Linked DNA regions of Mus musculus: all the other regions are linked to region 1. The links are chromatin contacts, called in public HiCAR-type and promoter capture Hi-C maps. All regions are on one chromosome and are shown on one strand. The core of a region is the stretch at or near the end of the contact, and the rest is flanking DNA. Distances in the headings are between cores, read along the strand shown. Region 1 holds the start of Akt2 (thymoma viral proto-oncogene 2). Region 2 holds the start of Arhgap33 (Rho GTPase activating protein 33). Region 3 holds the start of Aplp1 (amyloid beta (A4) precursor-like protein 1). Region 4 holds the start of Wdr62 (WD repeat domain 62). Region 5 holds the start of Zfp146 (zinc finger protein 146). Region 6 holds the start of Zfp566 (zinc finger protein 566). Region 7 holds the start of Zfp14 (zinc finger protein 14).

Region 1 (2,652 bases), core at 113-2,612:
ATGAGAGAAACAGGGGCCCCAAATTCTGAGAATAAAGATGCCCCCCCCCCACTTCGCTCTAGAGAGCTGTCCCTTAAAACACACCTTCCGCCCAAAAGGTGACAGGCAGGTCCAGAGGCACTTCTCCTTATCCAAGCCCGATAGCCCCTCCCTTTCCTAGTAGGGAGCCAGACTAGAGATCAGAAAACTTCAGTGACTTCTAAAACACATCTCCACCCCCGGAAGCAAAGAACTTGCCAAAGGATGTCCCACACACCTTAAAGAGAAATAATCTGAGAGGGTTCTGGAGTGGTGAGTGGACAACCCCATGATAAAAAGCAGCCCAGTAACGATCCCGTTTTCCCCAAAGTCATAAAGAAGTTCAAGAAAGGGTGAGCTGAGTGTAAACGCCCACCCCTGCATATTACAGGAAGAGAAAAGCGCTCCTCGCCCACTCAGTATCACACCCCTAAAAGTACGCCCCTTAACACTCACTCGGGCCTCCCAGCACCCTGTGCCTCAAAGATGATAAACATCACAGCCCTCCACCCGACCCTGTTCTCCTCTAAGTACAAAGACTGCTCTCTCGTGTCTAGGTGGTACTACCCTGACTGCCCCAACACGGCCACCCTGGGCCCAGACCCCTCTCCAGAAGCTCCCATCCCTCTAAGTGCACTATAGGAACGGCTCCCAAAGCACCCAAGCGGCACTTGACACGGTGAGCGCCTCAAAAGCTGGACAGGCTGGCACCACAGAGAAGGAGCTGTCTCCCCCGATGTCCCCGAGGGCAGCCCCCAGCCCGCACACTCAGAGAGAGCTCCCCCCGCCGCCGCAGTGGTATGGACCACGGCACCCGCCCCGCGTCCCTCTGGGTTTGTCCCCCCCAGCCCCGCAGCAGGCGCCCCCACTCCGTTCCGGAAGAGGGGGGGAGCCTCCAGGTCCGTGGTCCCCGCCAGGCGGGCACGGGTGGTACGGCCCAGCGAGGCCCCACGGGGGGCCAGGACGCGACCATCGCGGAGGGGAGGGCGCTTGGGGACACGCGCTGGCGTACTCACCTGTCACCGGCGGCCGCCCAGCCTCTCCGGCCGGGCTCTACCCCCGCCCATCGCCACGCTGAGCTCGTTCCCGCTCCTTATTTATGAACTGGCGGCAGCAACGGCGGCAGTGCTGGCGGCGGCGACGCCTTCTCGGAGTCAGGCCCAACGGCTCGCGCAGCGCGGGCCCCCCCGCCCCCTCCCCCCAGCCCCCAGCCCCCACTCACAGCCCCCTCCCACCCGCTGGCCGGAAATACCGCCTTTTCCAGCCACAAACAGGAACTGACGTAGTAGACCAAGGGAATGGCCTCAGAAAACATCAGACCGCAAGCGCAGGAACTAGGAGGCAGGCAGGCTCAAGGCAGCGCGCCTGCGTACTTTAGGCACCCGTCACGTTAACTTTTTATTTATTTATTTTTTTTAAGAGCCCCGTTCTGAGCTGGGGGGGCGGAGGGGGGGGTAGCATTACACATGCGCAGTAGGACACCAACAAGTAGGCTTTCCCCGAAGGCCCAGTGATTACTTCCCGGCAATCAAAGGGCTTTATTTACATATGCTTTGATCTTGTTTTATTCTTCTCTTTCCTGCCTTCCTAGTTCCTAGACCAGCGGTTCTTCACTTGGGAACCTCTCACAGGGGTTGCCTAAGATCATCGGAAAATTCAGATATTTACATTATGATTCATAAGAATAGCAAAATTAGTTATGAAGTGACAACGAAAATAATTTTATGTTTGGGGGATCACCACATGAGGAACTGTATTAAAGAGTCACATTAGGTAGACTGAGAAACACTGTCCTAGACTTTCTTTTTTTCTTTCTTTTTTTTTTTTTTTTTTTTTTTAACTTAATGTATGAGTGCTCTGATCTGCAGGCCAGAAGAGGGCATCAGATCCCCTTATAGATGGTAGTGAGCCACCATGTGATTGCTGGGACTTGAACTCAGGACCTCTGGAAGAGCAGTTAGTGTTCTTAACCGCTGAGCCATCTTACCAGCCTGACTTTTTTTTTTTTTTTGGTTTTTCGAGACAGGGTTTCTGTGTATAGCCCTGGCTGTCCTGAAACTCGCCCTGTAGACCAAGCTGTCTTGAACTCAGAGATCTGCCTGCTTCTGCCTTCTGAGCAATAGGATTAAAGGCCTGGCCTGCCACTGCCAGGCTCCTAGATGCTTACTTATAGAGACCCAAAACAAGTTAGTTAAGATCAAGCACAAAGCAGGGTATGGCAACAGGTCTGTTACTGCATCATTCTGGATGTTGGGGCAGGCCAGCTAGACCTTGTCTCAAAAAAAAAAAAAGATGTTGCACTCAAGCTTTGAGCCACATAACCCCACATTAGAATATCCTCTTCTGTAACTATGGGCTGACTTCTGTATCCACATCTCAAGAATCCACATCTTCAAAACACAAATAACCTTGGATTATCTTACGAAAACAGTTCTTATTAAACTGTGACTTCAAAATATTAATGTCACTTGCACATGATATATATCTAAATAAATGTGGGACTTATAATTTCTCATATGGAGTAACTTGAGCCCATGTAAGACTTAAAACCACAGAAAATCGCTCACAGAAAAAAAGGTATATAGGTTGCACGGCTGTAACCCACCTCTGCAGACCCTGAAACAAGAGGACTAA
Region 2 (2,652 bases), core at 100-2,599, 2.9 Mb before region 1:
CCCAAAACTTAGTAGCATCATCACTCATTACACTTATTCCCTCCCCCCACCCAGCACTTTCCATATTTCGCCATCCCAACTAGCTTTTCTCTCGGATGATACATATTTATATTTATTTTGTTCATTATCTTCCCCCATCAGCCTTTGATTTGGAGGTTTTAAATTTTTTTATTTAATGCATACAGGTATTTTGCCTGTGTATATGTTGGGGGTTCCATGTGTGCCTAGTGCCCACAGAGAGCATCTTCTGGACATCTTGGAGCTGTAGCTGGTGAACAGTCATGTGGGTGCTTGGAACAGGGAGTAGAAATCTGAGGACTCTGGAAGAGTAGTCAGTGCTAACTGCTGAGCCATCTCTCCAGTCCCTAATTTGGTTTGTTTGAGACAGATTTTCACTATGCAGCTCAAGCTGGCCTCAAATTCATGATTCTCCTGCACCCACTTTTCCAGTGCTGAGATTACAAACCGAAATCACCTAGTTCATACTAGCCTTTGAGCTTCCATATGGGTAAGGCTGTATTTTTTTTTTTTTTGATTATTGGTATATCCCCGAATTAAATAATCAAAGTCTTTAAAAGCCTGGACCGGGAGCGTGCTACCGAAACGAGAGGCCTGCTCAGGTCCAGATCAGTGAAAGCATCCTTCCGGAAAGGGTGTGGCTGCAATGCTTTCTAGGCACTTCTCTATCGTTTAAAAAAAGAAAAAAGACTGCACCTGGCTTTCTGAGAGGCATGAATGTCATAGCATTCCATACAGAAGCTTTTCCTAGAAAAAGATGTCAAAGGCTAGCCTCAAATAAGCGAATATAGGGAAACAAGGAAAGATGTCCAGTGAATAGGGGGAGGCCAAGTCGCACAGAGCCTAGGGTGGGGACACAGCGGGGTGTGCGAGATCAAAAAGCTTGTGGGCGGGGTCAGGATCAGGACTGACAGCGTGGGGACTGGAGGACCCGCATTTCGAAAAGGCTGCTTGTGGGGGATAGTCGTAGGCGAACCCAATGAAGCACGTCCGAGGAGCGACCGCGGGAGGAAAGGGCAGGCTGCTTAAGGAGAGAAGTGGCGGCAGCGGAGCATAAAGAATACAGGGTTTTATCTCAGGAGGGCCCTGACAGCCAATGCCAACCATCCATGGGCGTGGCGCTGTCAAACTTCGGGGGGTGGGACTGGAGAGACGGGGCGGGGATGGGGGCGGGAAGTAGAGCAGCACTCAAAGCCAATAAGCAGCCGCCTTGTGGGCGGGGCGTAGCCCTCAGGCCAAAACTGGAGCCAATGAGAAGGGCCTCCGCGTGCCCGCTGGCCCGCCCCTCATGGGGCGCGCGCCAGAGACCCCCCCGGCAGCCGTTAGGGGAGGAGCCTGCGACCGCCCGCGCGCGCCTCACGCCCTCCCCTTTGTGTCACCATGGCGGCGGAGGCGGCGGTGGCGAGGACTGCGAACGAGGGCTCGAAAGCCGCCGGGGTCTGAGGAGGCTACCGCGACCATGGTGGTGAGGGGCCCTCGGGGCCATCAGTCTGTGTGTCCGCGTGCCAGTCTGTCCGCGCGGCCCCGCCCTGCGCGCCCCGCCCCCGGCCCCGCCCGAGCCCGCGGCCTGCGCGCCGCCCCTCACCCTTCCTCGCGGTCCCCTACGGTCTCCACCTCGGTGCGGTCCTGGGTCGCGGCCCGGGCCTCGACCCCGCCCCCTCAGCGCACATTTCCTCCCTCCCCCTTCTGGGCCCTGAAAAAGGGGTGACAGTGGCGGAGGATCCGGACTTGAGAAAAGGGGGCTGGTTCAGGGAAGGACCCGCGCGCCCCATGAGGGCTTCCCCCCTGCAGGCGTCTGCCGAGGCTCCCTGGAAACCAGCCCCCACTCCAGCGCCCTCCTCAGCATCCTCATCCCCAGTCACCCTCCCGACCACCACCTCCTGCTCCCAACAGCCCCTTTCTCATTCCTGAGCCCCACCCCCATCTCACTCCATCCCCTGCCTGACCCTTTTCTTCTTCATTTTCATCCCACGCCACGCGCTCTCAATCCCTCCACCGACATCGATCTGAACCTTTATCGAAGTCTCTCCCGCCGCTTCCCGATCCTTACTCGAGGCCAACATCGCGCCTCCCGCCTCCGTTCCACTTGAGCCTTGGGGCTTCTCCATCTCCTTGTCTTCATCTCCCCTCCTCCATACTGCTCCCGCTCATTCATCCATTCATTCCCTCACTCCACAGACATTCACTGAGACCTCCTCTGTGCAGGCCCCATGCTCCAGGCACAGAAACAGTCAGATCCCATCCTGCCTTGGGGAGCTTCATGGGCTGGCAGGGGACAGACTCTGAGGGTGAGACCCAGGGATGAACTTGGGGTTGCAGGGACACGGAGGAGGGAAAAAGCCCAGTCTAGCAAATCCCCGAATCCCCATCTGGCAGCTGGTTATTTTATTCATCAGAGTTGCCCAGTCTATGCCGTGCAACTGGATTGGCACTGCGTGTCAGGGACCCAGAGAAGAATCATACATACAGTACTAACTCTGTGCTGATCTCTGTTGGGCATTGGCGGGGGTGGGGGTGAGGGTGTCAGCCTGGGGCCCTATTTCCAAAGGGAGAGATGAGTTCCTTGCAGGAAGCATCTCAGAGTGAGATGGATAAGCTCAGGTATAGTTGTGTAGTATGGGATGGAGAAAGCCC
Region 3 (2,652 bases), core at 43-2,542, 2.9 Mb before region 1:
TTCTCTCTCTCTCTCTCTCTCTCTCTCTCTCTCTCTCTGTATTTTAAGATCTGTTATTTTTATTTTACTTGTGTGGGTGTTTTGCCTGCATGTGTTACTGTATACTATATACATTCCTGGTCCCTGAGACCAGAACAGAGGGATGGGTCCCCTAAGACTGGAGTTATAGACAGTGTGGGTGTTGGGAATTGAACCCGGGTCTTCTGAGAGAGCGGCCAGTGCTTTTCATCACTGAGCCTTCTCTCAGCAGTTAGCCTGGAACTCTTGATCTTGCTGCCTCAGGCCCTCTGGGATTACAGGTGCACATCACCATTCCACTTTAAACTCTTTTAATAATACACCACTACCTCACCCCACCCACATCCACAGAGATGCACACACACACAAAGCAGAAAGACAGACAAATGTGGGCAGGTCCACACCATACAGATGCACACACACACACACACACACACACACACACACATCTGGGCTGCTTCGGGGGGGGGGATTAGAATATTGTACACTCACTTAAGATAAAACAGTGAACCCTTTAGGCAGAAGACTTGAGGTGGCCCTTAGAAAGGGTGAGAATGGGGGACTCCACACAGTGGTCCTCAGGTGCTGGTCTTGGAAGGCTATGGTATCCAGCACCTGACCCGAGTCATCTGTAAAGAAAGGGTTTAGTCATGGATTTTTGGAGGGAGTATTTGAAGATCCAGACACCTGGCAATCAGGGCAGGAAGGCTTCCTAGGTTTGAGGAAGCAAGGGTGGGAGACTTGGCCTCCGGTCCTGAGACAGAAGAGGCCTGGAAGGGAGCAGATTTACCTAGCTGTAGCTGTGTTTTGTCTTTTGAGACTGGGTTGCATGTAGGTAGGCTAGCTTCAAACTCCTATCCTCCCGCCCCCTCCTCTCAGGTGCCGGGATTACAGGCTTTCCTAGTACACTCCCTAAATTCTTGACTGGGAAAATTCGGAGGTCTATATTCCTGGGACCTCAAGAGAGGGATTTATGGAAGACCCCCACCCCCATGGATTCTGGCATCCTTGGAGGAGGACAAAGCTGATGCTGGGTGTCTGCGTTTGCCAGAAGAGAAGGCCAAGGATGAAAGTCCAGAAAACGGCTACGCCCAGGACTGAACCTAGTGACTCGGTCTTCACGCGGACAGTGACACCTGGAATCTTGAGGGGCTGGGACTTGGAGCAGGCTCCCTCCCGGGGTTCCGGAGCCTCTCAGTGCGCAGAGCCGCCACGCTATTGTCCTGGCTGGGAAGGCGGGGCCGGCGCGGGGCGGGGCTGGCGGCGCCGGCGCAGCCCGGGGGCGGCGGGAGGAGGAGGCGGCGGTGGCGCTGGGAGCTCCTGTCACCGCTGGGGCCGGGTAGGGCCGGGCGGGAGCGCAGGGGACGTGAGGGCCCGAGGCCCGGACATGGGGCCCACCAGCCCCGCCGCTCGCGGTCAGGGTCGCCGCTGGCGACCGCCGCCGCTGCCGCTGTTGCTGCCACTGTCATTGCTGCTTCTGCGCGCGCAGCTCGCCGTCGGGAACCTGGCTGTTGGGAGCCCCAGCGCGGCCGAGGTGAGGCCCGGCCGGGTCCTGGGGATGGGGAAGGGGCGGGACCGGGCCTCGACCTGGACGCGGGACGGCCACCGCAGTCCTTTTGGCCAGGTGGCCTGCCCCACGCGATCCGAACTGTAGATTTTCCTAGGTTCCTCCATCGTCTGACGTCCCTGCCCCCTCCCACCCGCATCGTCGGACCTGGCTCTTTCCAAGAGCCTCTGGTCCAAGAAATCCAGAGCACCCCTAGACGACAAAGCCCCAAGACCTGCCCACCTAAGCGTAGGACGCACCAGGCAGTAGGCGCTTGGCTCTAAGAACCCAGGTCCCTTGTATTATCTGGACCCACATGAACCCCCTGCCCTCAAACATCCAGTAGTCCGGGCCTCCACCCACTACTCAATCCGGATATAGCTCCTCTAGTCCTTAAAGGTCTGATGTGCAGGCCTGCTGGGAAGCTGGGCCCTGTCGTCTTTGCACCCCCTCAGTGGGAACCTGAACTGGGGATGGAGGGAGGAGGGGCCAGAACGCCTGGGTTCGCCCCCCGCCTCCCCCAACACGATTCAAGTTTAACCCCTTCAGGCTTCAGACCCAAGCCGCTGGGGCGGGGGCGGAGCCTGTCTTCTCAGCAACAAGGCCGCGAGAAACGGGGCGGGGGGGTGGGGACCCAGGTCACCATAGCAACGGGAGAGCTGGGGCGCTCCAGCCCCACGGGATTTGTTTCCCGGGGAACGGTCTCTCCACTCAGAAGGTGCTTAGAAGGAGCTGGTGCTAGAGATAGGGGCAGGAGCCCTATCTGGGTTTTAGGGAGCAAAGAACCAGACAACACAGATGACATCGTTGCCCTGGCTCCTCACTGCCCCATCTGCCTTCATTCCCAGGCTCCGGGGTCGGCTCAAGTGGCTGGACTATGTGGGCGTCTAACCCTTCACCGGGACCTGCGCACCGGCCGCTGGGAACCAGACCCACAGCGATCACGACGCTGTCTTCTGGACCCGCAGCGCGTGCTGGAGTACTGCAGACAGGTGGGCGGGACCCCACGGGGAGAGGCGTGGTCAATGAGAAAGTGGATCCAAGCTGGGGCGGGGTCGCCCTTGAGGAAGCTGGACTTGGCAGAGTCT
Region 4 (2,652 bases), core at 78-2,577, 2.7 Mb before region 1:
GAACTGTTATGTCTTAACTACTAAAAACTTAGGAGAAGGCCAACCACGCTGCAGCTCTCCCTGCACCTACTTATCAGATCATTATGCCTTTTCCCCCTATATAAACTGGCCCCGGAAATGTTTAGGGTTGTAGCTTACAGTTCCGAGTCTGGGTGATCAATCAGTTGGGTTTTTTTGTTGTTGCTGGTTTTTGTTTTTTGGGGGTTTTTTTTGGGTGGGGGGAGTTTCAATAAACCAGTCCTGTTTAACTGAGATCGGTTTTTAAGCGGTTTGTGCGACGCTTCCCAAACCCCAACAGACTTCTGGGCTAAAAATCAAACCCTTCCAACAAACATTTGATGGACAATAGTATGTGTTAGGCATTAGTCTAGCAACCTAGGAATAACAGGAAATGGGATAAAATTTGTTGGCTTCAGGGAGGGGCTGACATTCTAGTGGTGGGGACACCGTTGCATACCTCAACCTGTGATGCCCCAGAAAACCGTTTAAAGAGAAAAATAAGCCAAAAAATGAACAGGGAGAATGATGTGTGTGCACATCCCTCTCACCCCTTCCGCTCCCAAGGTAGCAATGAACTATCTACAGCTTCATAGCAGTAGCTCCCAAGACTCAAAGCTGGACCAACCCCGCCCCTCCCAGGGCCACGCCCCATGTTCGAATCTCCCAGGCCAATTGTCCCTGCCCAGGCGCCCCAAAGTGTTGGAGCCCTAATGTACTTATGTGTAGCTGTCCTACCCTGGCCAGTCCTGCCCAGTCAGCAATAACACTTGAGTCTGGGCCAAACCCTGTCCGGGTCCCCGAGCAATCCATCCGCCTCACGTCATCCCAGGGAAGAGCAACACTGCAACACGTGACAGGGGAAACTGAGGGCGCATGCGTACAAAATGTTCCTCGTGCTACCGCGGCTACGCCCCAATCACGGGATGGAGAGCAGCTGGCTACAATCTTCGCAATCCTAAACCTCACTATTTGTATAGGCAAGAGTAGGGCGGTGTTGTTCCCGACCCCAAGCCCACGGCTCTTTGGCTTCACCCTACCCCTATATCCATGAGACTGGTACAGCTTGAATAACTTCCCGGGACTGTTGCAAAAGACAGGATGAGCTCCATCAAAGTTAAAAGCTGTGTGTCTATGAACAGAGAAAGCACAGGTTAGTAGAGAAACCCAGCCAGACTCAGTAAGCAGTGAAATAGACAGGCCCTGGCCCCACCTTCCTTTAGCTCCGCCTCTTATCTCCCATTGGGCAATGAGCCTACCCGGAAGCTTTGTGATTGGCCAGCCGGGGTGCCGGCTGCGTCCAATGGGCGGTGGCGCCGGCTTTCCCGCGGCCATTCGCTATTCGAGTGGGTGCTGGCTACAGGCGGCTGTTAAGAAGCGTAACGGACACTGGTCTCCGACAGCATGATGGCTGCCTTAGCGGCCGGAGGTTATACGCGGAGTGACACGATAGAAAAGCTGTCCTCTGTCATGGCGGGAGTTCCGGCGCGGAGAAACCAGTCCTCCCCGCCTCCTGCCCCACCGCTCTGCCTCCGGCGGCGGACGCGACTCGCGGCGGCTCCCGAGGACACTGTGCAGAACCGGGTGAGAGGCTGGTCGTCCTGTTTACCCAACTCCGGGCTTCTCTGCCACCTTGGTCCCGCCTCGGGGCCTCGGTCCCTCCCATCGCTTCTTTATTTGCTCCCTCAGGCGGCTTCCCAGGCCCGCCTGGTCCGGAAGCCCCGCCCCCTTGGCAGAGGCTTTCCCCCTGCGTTCCTGCTGGCTTCAGGGTTTGGTGCTGCCCATCTTTCTGGCTCCACTTAGAGTTGGCACATTGCTTTATTTTAGTTCTAACTCCCGGGAAATGGTTTTGCATTTACAAATCATCTCTAATATCACTTTACTGTTCAGTGAGTGACCTAAGACACTTATCCCTTTCATTCCAGTGTGTCTTTGATTTTATTGGAATAGGGCTGGGGACCACTGCAGCCACCAGTGTGCTGTATCGGAGTCTGAGCGAGAGGCTGGCCTGTTGGCTCTTGCCACGCCTCCTCTGTAGCGCCTCGGGGTAAGGTGTGCTCTTCCAGGCCCCTATTTGGTTAACATTCCCCTGGTTTTGTTGTTGTTATATTGTTGTGGGTTTTGTTGTTGTTGTTATATTGTTGTGGTTTTTTTGTTTTTTGTTTTTGTTGTTTGTTTTTTCCTTTTGAGACAGGATTTCTTTGTGACTGAATTCATTCTGTAGACCAGCAGGCTGGCTGTGAGCTCTGAGATCTACCTTTCTGCCTCCGGAGTACTTGCCTGGCTTATTTGCGTAACATTTCTTGGTCTTCCTTCCTTTTTCTGTTCCTGATTTCTTTCCTGTTCCTTCACTAGAACTGATTTTTATCTACTTACGGCTTAAAATTATGGAGAATGTAAAAATCTTAGCACTGCTGCCTGGGGAGCAGGGTGTACAAAACAGTTCCACAAAATTTGAGTCACAGAAAGAAATGACTTTGGGTAGAAGGAATGCTATTAGTAAAACTTTTTTTTTTTTTTTTTTTGGTCAGGGTTTCTCCGTGTAGCCTTGGCTGACCTGGAACTGGCTGTGTAGACCAGACTGGCTGAGGTCAACTTTTGAGAGTTCATTCTCCCAGAGTCAGCTTTGGCCCCAAGGGCTTTTACCTACGGAGC
Region 5 (2,652 bases), core at 55-2,554, 2.6 Mb before region 1:
TCTAGCCTTCTACCTTGTAGTCTGATCACTGCTACACACTCCCAGCTAGTTCATCTGAGAGGTTTTGGAAATGCTTGTCTCTGAATTCTGTAGGAGCTTGGATTACAGGATAATTACAAACACAGTATGACAACTGACTTGTGCCACAAGAACTTTACCCACCTAGGCATCCCAGTCAGTTTGCTTGCCACTGTGGTACAATCACTTCCCTAACATCCCTAAAGGTCCTCCTTACATAGTCACAATCACACATGGTGGCACGCAGAAGGCACAGTACTCTGCATCATCCAGCCATAACTGAACATTCACTCAGGGGCCAGTCACTCTTTAGCAAAGATAGTCCACACCCGCATACACACAGTATTACACACTGTCACAAAGTCCTCCTCCTTCTTTCTCCCTTCTCTCCAAGAACACAAGGATACTCACGCACTGCCGACGCAGAGCCACGGACACAGAACACTGCACACAGTACTACACAAGGTCACTTAACCCAGAGATACACAGTCACAGCTACAACTATATCCACACAACCCCAGGAATAAAGGTTATCGAGCACACAACACACTACAGGACCACGGGATACCACTTCCACAACCACAAGATCCCGGAACACATAACATCACATATGTTTGCACAGCAACAATCAGATATACACCTTGGAGACAGGTGATTACAACAGCACACTACTTGTAAGCACTGACAACCGGTCACCACCACAATCAAAACCACAATTAGAATCCCGCAGCCCAGTCCTGCTTCAGCGTGCACAACCCCGTTCAGGACACGCCTGTTCCCCACCCCCGTTCAGTACTCCCCAGACCATTTACCTTGGGTCTCAGTAGAAGGCGCGCGCATCCTGCTTCAGCCAAAGGTAAAGGTTTCATCAAAGTTGAGCTACAATGTCAGCTCGCTATGGACTCTGGGAAACGTAGTCCATAGCCACATCAGCCCCGGACAAAGATGGTGTCCTTTCACCTTGGGGTCTGGGCTCAGTGTATTATTGAGACGCCGCCCGTGAAGTACCAAAGAGGAAGTCCCCACTCCAAACATCTTACCAGGCGTGAGCTTATTTGGGTCCAAGTGACAACAATCTACTCTAAGAAACCCCAAATCACAAGAGGCGGCCAGGTTTGTGCGTGGGAGACGGATAAGCAACCCGCAGTGCCTTGTGGGAAGTGTAGTCCAAAGTCGTAAAAGCAGTATTGCTGATAATAGACAACAGCCTGGCTAGGCTTCAGTGAACAAGCCCTGAGATGTCGCGGAGACTTCTGGGAGTGCTCACTCACTCCCTGAGTGCGCAGACGCAGGGGCAGCGAGTGGACATTTTGGTCTTTGTCCGCGGGTCAGCACGGCCGTCGTGTCCACGTGGCGCCAAAGTAGGAGGTGGGATCTGGGCGTCCTGGGTCGGTGGGTTCGGGAGGTTGGAGGGCAGTGTTTCCGATCTTTGGAGGTGTAGCGCGGGGTTCAGGGAGTGGGCTGAAGAGCATTGGATCTTGGTGAAGGCGGAGGTGGGGGCCTCTGAGGAAAGCTTGAGCGTTTGAGACCGAATTTGACTGCAAAGTTTGACCCACTATTTGGAATGATTGAGTGGGTGTGGAGCTGGGTGTAGGATTGTGGGTGGCTATGCTTCACGAGGCAATGAGGAGACCCATGTTGAAGTATCACGTCTGCGCGGTAGTTCCCGAGTCGAAAGTGCTGATAATTATAACGGGGCCATCTTCCCGAAGAGCATCCGTTTTATTTGATTACTTGAAAGGTGGGATGAAGCTAAGGGTTAAATACTTTTAAAACTGTATTTATTGATGGTGAGTTTTATACGCAAATGCATTTCGTGATATGTGCAGAAAGCCTTAGTAAACATGTTTAGATTTTAAAAGACGATCTGTGTACTAAAACGCGGTTGTTTATGAATGGAGGTAGAATACAGATTACTCTGTCATGCTTAATTAAGGAAACATTTGGTTTGGAATTGTTTGTCCCGGGGGTGCCAGCCATAGACTTCATTTCTGATTTTTGAGGTACTTTAATAGAGCTGTTAGGCAAATTCGAGTTTCGGTTTGAAGAGCGTCATTTCACTAAAAACCCAGGATTAAGGGGTCTAATTTAGATTTAGGTTAGGCACAGTTCCTCATTTAAAGCATATATATATATATATATATATATATACATTTATTTGTGTGGGCATGCTTGCCACAGTCGGTTCTGTCCTCCATCATGTGGGTTTAGGGTCGGAATCCAGGTTGTCAGCCTTGGAAGCAAAGCGCCTTTGCACACCCCCCCCCCCAAGCTCTCTCACTGGTCCATGTTTTTAGTTTTTTGAAAAAAACTTAGTGATTACTGTGCTATATCGTAGATGTCATAACTCCTTCACGAGTACAGTTCTGTGAATTGTGTAGCACATGTGAAAAACTACTTCTCCCTGCTGTGGCAGTCATTAAAGACATCCGCAGCTTTGGCTTTTCTCCTAATGGTAAAAGTTAAGCAGTACCTGATTAAGATTTGCAAGTGGGTAGCTTTCAAATTTATGAATAGCTGCCACTAGTTGATACATTGTAAAAACAAAAAACAAAAAAACGAAACAAAAGTAGTTTTTTAAATATCACTGAAGCTGGACACATACACACCTTTAATTCCCAACACTTGGGAGGC
Region 6 (2,652 bases), core at 70-2,569, 2.5 Mb before region 1:
AACTAATGACTAAGCATTCAAATGTATGAGCCTATGAGCCAGCTCATTCAAATCTCCGCACCCAGCAATCCCAAACTTCACTTCCCTCTAACATGCCTGGTTAGTATACCCGTTATCATTGGGGTAGTCTACCGGCAGCTCTCCCTCAGCTCCATTCTATTCTGGGTAACTTCATATCCTTATAAGATCTTCATGTCTTTATAGTATCTATTTCGTTAGGACTGTGGCAGCTTTGCAATTAACAGAGAAGTGAGGTAAGCCGTGTTGTCCCTATTTTCTGAAGAGAAAATCTTGATTTATACAGAGATGTAGTCTTTTAACTTCAATGTCGTTTTAAAAGATTTAATGTGAGTGCTCTGCTGCATATACATCTGTAGGCCAGAAGAGGGCATCATATCCTCTTATAGATGATTGTGAGCCACTATGTGGTGGCTGGGTATTGAACTCAGGTCCTCTGGAAGAGAAGCCAGTGCTCTTAATCGCTGAGTCATCTCTCTAGCCCCAACTTTAATGTCTTTTTCAGACCGACTGACTTGTTATCTCCTGGACTAGGTATATTTATTGGTTATGGAAATCACTTCAAAGGAAGATGCTTTCTCCAAGTGTTCCACTGTAGTTTTTAATGTAACTACCTCTCAGTAGCCAGGGATGACCCTGATCCTCCTGCTCCTCCTGCGGGCTAGCATTAGAAGCATGTGGGAATCCAAGGTGTGGTCCTGGTATCCACCCTTTCAACCTACAGGACCTGCTAATGAGTACCAAGCCAAATGCATGTCCAGAACAAGTCACACATCTGCGGAGGAGATCTGTTCCTGCACACTTCTGGGGCGGGGGGAAACTCGGCCGCTAGAGGTGGCCAAGCAAAGGCTTAGCTCTCTGAGAAATTGAGATAACTTTCCCCCTTCAATATATTTTTTTTCGTATTGCACTGAATTATATTACTAGAAGTCTCAGCCGCATGATTATGCTTACTATGCAAATCACACTCCGCCCCCTACCAGTTCTCCGCCCCTTTCCTGATGCAGTCTATCCTCTACAGATAATACCAAAAGTCCGGGAAATCAACAGATTCCTAACTTTTTTGAATGATTTTAAATGCAGTAGTGGAAGCTGATATAGGGTTCCATGTATCCTGAGGATGCGTTTCTATTTGGGGTGTCCTCCGCTCGTCCACCACACTGAGGGACCGTTAGAAGCCCCGCCCATCGGGAGCCATCTTGTCTGCCGCGTTCCCTCGGACTGACTACATTTCCCAGAGGGCTCCCTGGCTTCTCGCGGGAAGATCACGCGCCTGGCGTGACTTCAGAGCTTTGCTGGCAAGAGGGGAGGTGCACTGAAGGATTGCAGGGCTTTGGCAGCTTGCAAGGAAGGCCTTTGGTGCGGAACCCGGGAGGAGGCGGGGCGAACGCCGAGGCTGGGCTTTGTGCGGCAGAGGAGTCGGAATTGTGCGGCTAATTTGTGAACAGTGATCGCGGCGCTAAGGGGCTGGACTGGTGATGAGCATCAGTTTCTGCTAACACCGTGGCGGCCACCACCCCTTGGTGAGTGGGAGGGAGCGAGCTGGGGACACGTGCGGCATTGTGTGTGGATGTGGAGAGCTGCTGACTGGGTGAGTGTTCTGTCTCTGTAGGGGCGTGCGACTGTGTGATGTTGTGACCACGTGCAGCACAGTGCAGGCGCAGATACCTGTGGATTCTGTGTGGTAAAAGTGAAGTTGTGCTTAAGTTACTTTTTGAGCCCCTAGTAGGTAGTCCTGTCTTCTCGTAGGTAGGTTTCCGATAGCCGAGTGTCTCTGTTGTGGGTCTGTGTGTGGGTTGTGAGTGTGAAGTTTTGAATGTGTATCTTGCGTGCATTCTTCTTTAGCCTTTGCTCATTTTAGAGGTTCATTTGTGAGCTATCATGCTTTTCTTTGTCTTTTACTTTGTTTATTTGGACAGCTGTGTAGGACTTCCCCGTGTTAAGTGGGATAGCGGCTTAACTGAGTCTTTGTGCTGTTTGATATTTCAGGATCTGAAGCATTTATACATCTCGACTATTAAGGGTAGCCATATGAGTATTTCCAACTGTTTTTAATGTTTACTTTTAAAAATTCACTTTACATCCTAATCTCAGCCACCCTCCTTCCTCGCTTCCCAGTCCTACCCTTACAAATCCCTCCCTCCATCTCCCCCTTACCTTGTCCTCTGGGCAGGAGAGTCCCTCTGGGTACCACCCCTCCCTGGGGCACCTAGTCCCAGCAGGTCTAGGAAGCACAATCAGGCAGTCGAAGTAGGGGGTGATCCAATGACAGGGAACAGAGATGGAGACAACCCCCGCTCCACTTCTTAGGGGGACCCACATAAACACCAAGCTCACACTTGCTACAAACGTGTAGGCGTGGGGTGGGGAGTGTGCTTAGGTCCAGCTCTTCCATGCTCCCTGGTTGGTGACCCAGGCTCTGTGAACCTCCATGCTCCCAGGTCAGTTGACTCTGGGTCTTCTTGTGGTATCCTTGACCCCTCTGGCTTGCTCACTTCTATCCCATACTCTTCCACAAGACTCCCCAAGCTCCACCTGATGAGTGTGGCTCTCTGCATCTGCCTCCATCCACTGCTGGGTGAAGTCTCTCAGGAGACAGTTATGCTAGGCTGCTGTCTGCAAGCACAAGAGTAT
Region 7 (2,652 bases), core at 104-2,603, 2.5 Mb before region 1:
CTTGGGAACCATCATATGTGTTGTGTCTGCAAGAGCGCAAGGGTTCTCAATCACTAAGCCATCTCACCAGCCTCTCAATTGTCACGTTCCTAAAACTAACGTCCCAACGCTGGGAATGTTGACGGATGCCTGTAATAACAGCGCTCTGGAAAGAAACAAGAGGATCGATGAGGATCTTTCAACATCCCCAGCACCTATTACAGAGACATCCTGGCTGATATACCTTGCCCCCCACTATCCCAAACTCTGTAGCCCAGGCCTGGGCTTCCCATCTCCCAGCTTCTGTGATTCCTGTATAACCCAGTCATTTTGGGCACAAGGTCCTTTTGTTACCTCTTGCCCGCTGCACTTGGCCTCTTGGCTTCTAGCCTGTCCTACACCCCACCCCCTCCCCTCACATGGCCCCATTTAGTCCGGCAGTCATGGCCACCCTGGTTACTTTCAGACGCCCCTGCCAGTGCTCTCTCTTAGATCTCAATCCCTTGGGAGCAGTCATGTCCTCCTTTTTTTTTTTTTTTTTTCCATTCATCTTGAATTTGCAGTCTGCATGCTTCAGTCTCCTGAAGACCGGATGAGGCCTGGCACAAACACAAGAAAATGTTAGAGCAGTGGTTCTCAACCTCCCTAAAGCTGCGACCCATTAATACAGTTCCTCATGTTGTGGTGATCCACAAGCTATATAATTATTTTCGGTACTACTTTATAACTGTAATTTTGCTACTGTTAGGAATCCTAATGTAAATATCTGTGTTTTCTGATGGTCTTAGGTGGTCCCTGTGAAAGGTCATTTGACCCCCAAGGGGGGGGGGGATCTCGACCAACAGGTTGAGAACCACTGTGATAGAAGAAAGCATAATTATCTTTCCAGTCTTAGAGGTCTTGGCTTCATCTCCAGTTTGCAAAACAAAACCTAAGGCCAATACCAACGACTAGACCAATATACACAACGGCTAGAAGGGACAGTGGGAGAAAGCAGAGGCAGCGGGAACTCCAAGGAGCCTGAGCAACCTTTCCCTGGGTAGATGTGGGACTGCACCTTTGGAGAATGTATTTTACTGAGTTCCCTGATCATGCCTACACCCTCGCTGGGGTGAGAATATGCTTATCTCACATATTAAGCATGTGATAATGTGATGATGGTGTTCTCAGCCCTGGTAGGGCAACGACACAACCCCCAGCCCAGTGAGCTAGGTTTGGGGTGGGGATTTGGGGGCAGAGGGCAGCGGAATCTCCTAGCCCTTCCAGCTGGTCCAAGATCACACCCAGAGGCCTCCACCCATCACAGCCCCGAGCACGCTTGCGCACTCCGCTGCGTTGGCCCAGTCTTTCCCACCATGGACTACATTTCCCACAGGCCTCTGCGCAGCATCCTTCCGGCTGCTTAGCGCCGGTCCGCTCTGAGAGGTGAGTTGGTCCCTTGCACTGAGGAAATTGTCGCGGGGGCAGCGTAGGTTTGTCTTTAGTTGGCTTGAGAGACTTGGAGTCGGTGACGCTGAGTGGACACCGCGTACCCCGTTGCATCCTCCGTCTTCCCGCTGCAGAGCCCAGAGGCCCAGCATGGCTCTGAGTTCTGTGTGTGAACCTCAGAGTGAGGGCCCTCCGTACAAAAAGACAGCGCAGCTGCCACCGCAGGGCTGCTTTGTACGCGCTCCCTCCCCGCCAGGCAGCCCCGGTGGCCGTCGCCTGTCAAACCTGCCCCTCCGGTGGCGGCCAGTGTCCTCTCCATCCGCGGCGCTCCATTTCCAGTAGGTTATGTGTGTGGAAGGGCTGGTCGCGAGGGGTGTGTCCCCAGGCTACCAAGCCCGCACCTTCCCGGTTTGACCTTTTCCCCAGACTTGTTCATTTTAGGGAAGGCGAGGGAATAAAAGCAGGAAACGATTGTTGTTGCATACATAGAGACCCAACATTACTGCGGAAAAAAAAATAGCCTAACTTTCTTCTTTCTCGTTGTCCTATGAAGTGTACTCCTTGTTTTTCCAGGCATGGGGACATTTACTCCTCATTACTGTGAAAGTGAAAATGAAGTTAGCTTGGAAAGAAGCAGCGGTTTGGTGTTATCTTGGTCAGGGTAGAGGAGACAGATTCATGCAGACTGATAGTAAGCATCACTCAGAGATTATGTCTCTGATTAAATGCGGGTCCAGGCCCTCTTTGTGTGGTTACAAATGTCTTTTGTATTTTTTCTTTTTTATGTGTGTGTGTGTGTGTGTGTGTGTGTGTGTATTTGTGTGTATACACATACCAGCAGAAGCCAGGAGAAGGTGTCTGATTCCCAGGAACTGGAGTTATAGACGGTCGTGAAACACCATGTGAGTACGGGGAATCACACTTGCATCCTCTGCTAGAGCAGCCACTGCTCCTAGCAGTACAGCTGTTTCCAGCCTCACAGGTTTTAAATTTTTAACATGTTCGTTTTTTACGTATGTGAGTGTTTCTGTCTGCTTTTCTTTCTGTGCACCACTGAGTGTGACTGCGCCTGAGGAGCCCTGAAGAGGGCATCGGATTCTCTGGAACTGGAGTTACAGCAGTCACGTAGGTGCTGAGAGTGTAACCCGCTGATCCATCTCTGCATTCCAGGCTGCAGCTTTCTTATCCACGAAGCCTGCTTTGCTAGTTCGTTTTTAATTACTGTGGAAGATTCCTTTGCTAAAC

Evidence for each region. Promoter capture Hi-C pulls out the DNA fragments that hold promoters and counts their contacts. HiCAR-type assays count read pairs that join an accessible place to other places.
Region 2: a contact with region 1 is called in a promoter capture Hi-C map of hematopoietic stem and progenitor cells, with 3 times the contacts expected there. The contact joins the promoter of Arhgap33 here to the promoter of Akt2 in region 1. A contact is called at or near these places in 5 of 39 promoter capture datasets (the C10 cell line, cranial neural crest, hematopoietic stem and progenitor cells and 2 more).
Region 3: a contact with region 1 is called in a promoter capture Hi-C map of liver, with 3 times the contacts expected there. The contact joins the promoter of Aplp1 here to the promoter of Akt2 in region 1.
Region 4: a contact with region 1 is called in a promoter capture Hi-C map of liver, with 5 times the contacts expected there. The contact joins the promoter of Wdr62 here to the promoter of Akt2 in region 1. A contact is called at or near these places in 5 of 39 promoter capture datasets (the C10 cell line, cranial neural crest, liver and 1 more).
Region 5: a contact with region 1 is called in a promoter capture Hi-C map of liver, with 4 times the contacts expected there. The contact joins the promoter of Zfp146 here to the promoter of Akt2 in region 1. A contact is called at or near these places in 5 of 39 promoter capture datasets (hippocampal neurons, liver, neutrophils and 1 more).
Region 6: a HiCAR-type map of astrocytes shows a contact between it and region 1, with 5 times the contacts expected there. The contact joins the promoter of Zfp566 here to the promoter of Akt2 in region 1. A contact is called at or near these places in 2 of 39 promoter capture datasets (hippocampal neurons and liver) and 1 of 115 datasets of contacts at active chromatin or transcription factors (astrocytes).
Region 7: a contact with region 1 is called in a promoter capture Hi-C map of liver, with 5 times the contacts expected there. The contact joins the promoter of Zfp14 here to the promoter of Akt2 in region 1. A contact is called at or near these places in 3 of 39 promoter capture datasets (hippocampal neurons and liver).

What each region holds. Positions count from the first base shown.
Region 1 is chr7:27,590,262-27,592,913 of GRCm38.p6, reverse strand. It overlaps Akt2 (thymoma viral proto-oncogene 2), which reads right to left and starts at 1,362. Exons shown (of 14, transcript NM_001110208.2): 1 at 1,035-1,362.
Region 2 is chr7:30,533,757-30,536,408 of GRCm38.p6, reverse strand. It overlaps Arhgap33 (Rho GTPase activating protein 33), which reads left to right and starts at 1,349. Exons shown (of 22, transcript NM_178252.3): 1 at 1,349-1,483; 2 at 2,197-2,306. The coding sequence starts at 2,229.
Region 3 is chr7:30,444,222-30,446,873 of GRCm38.p6, reverse strand. It overlaps Aplp1 (amyloid beta (A4) precursor-like protein 1), which reads left to right and starts at 1,292. Exons shown (of 17, transcript NM_007467.3): 1 at 1,292-1,552; 2 at 2,413-2,556. The coding sequence starts at 1,406.
Region 4 is chr7:30,279,085-30,281,736 of GRCm38.p6, reverse strand. Wdr62 (WD repeat domain 62) reads left to right here and starts at 1,327. Exons shown (of 33, transcript NM_146186.4): 1 at 1,327-1,581. The coding sequence starts at 1,405. It overlaps Thap8 (THAP domain containing 8), which reads right to left and starts at 1,643. Exons shown (of 3, transcript NR_144498.1): 1 at 1,257-1,643; 2 at 1,038-1,129.
Region 5 is chr7:30,168,393-30,171,044 of GRCm38.p6, reverse strand. It overlaps Zfp146 (zinc finger protein 146), which reads left to right and starts at 1,304. Exons shown (of 2, transcript NM_011980.4): 1 at 1,304-1,386. It overlaps Gm5113 (predicted gene 5113), which reads right to left and starts at 1,170. Exons shown (of 3, transcript NR_157376.1): 1 at 831-1,170.
Region 6 is chr7:30,089,177-30,091,828 of GRCm38.p6, reverse strand. It overlaps Zfp566 (zinc finger protein 566), which reads left to right and starts at 1,319. Exons shown (of 4, transcript NM_152814.2): 1 at 1,319-1,541.
Region 7 is chr7:30,050,097-30,052,748 of GRCm38.p6, reverse strand. Zfp14 (zinc finger protein 14) reads left to right here and starts at 1,353. Exons shown (of 5, transcript NM_178733.5): 1 at 1,353-1,404.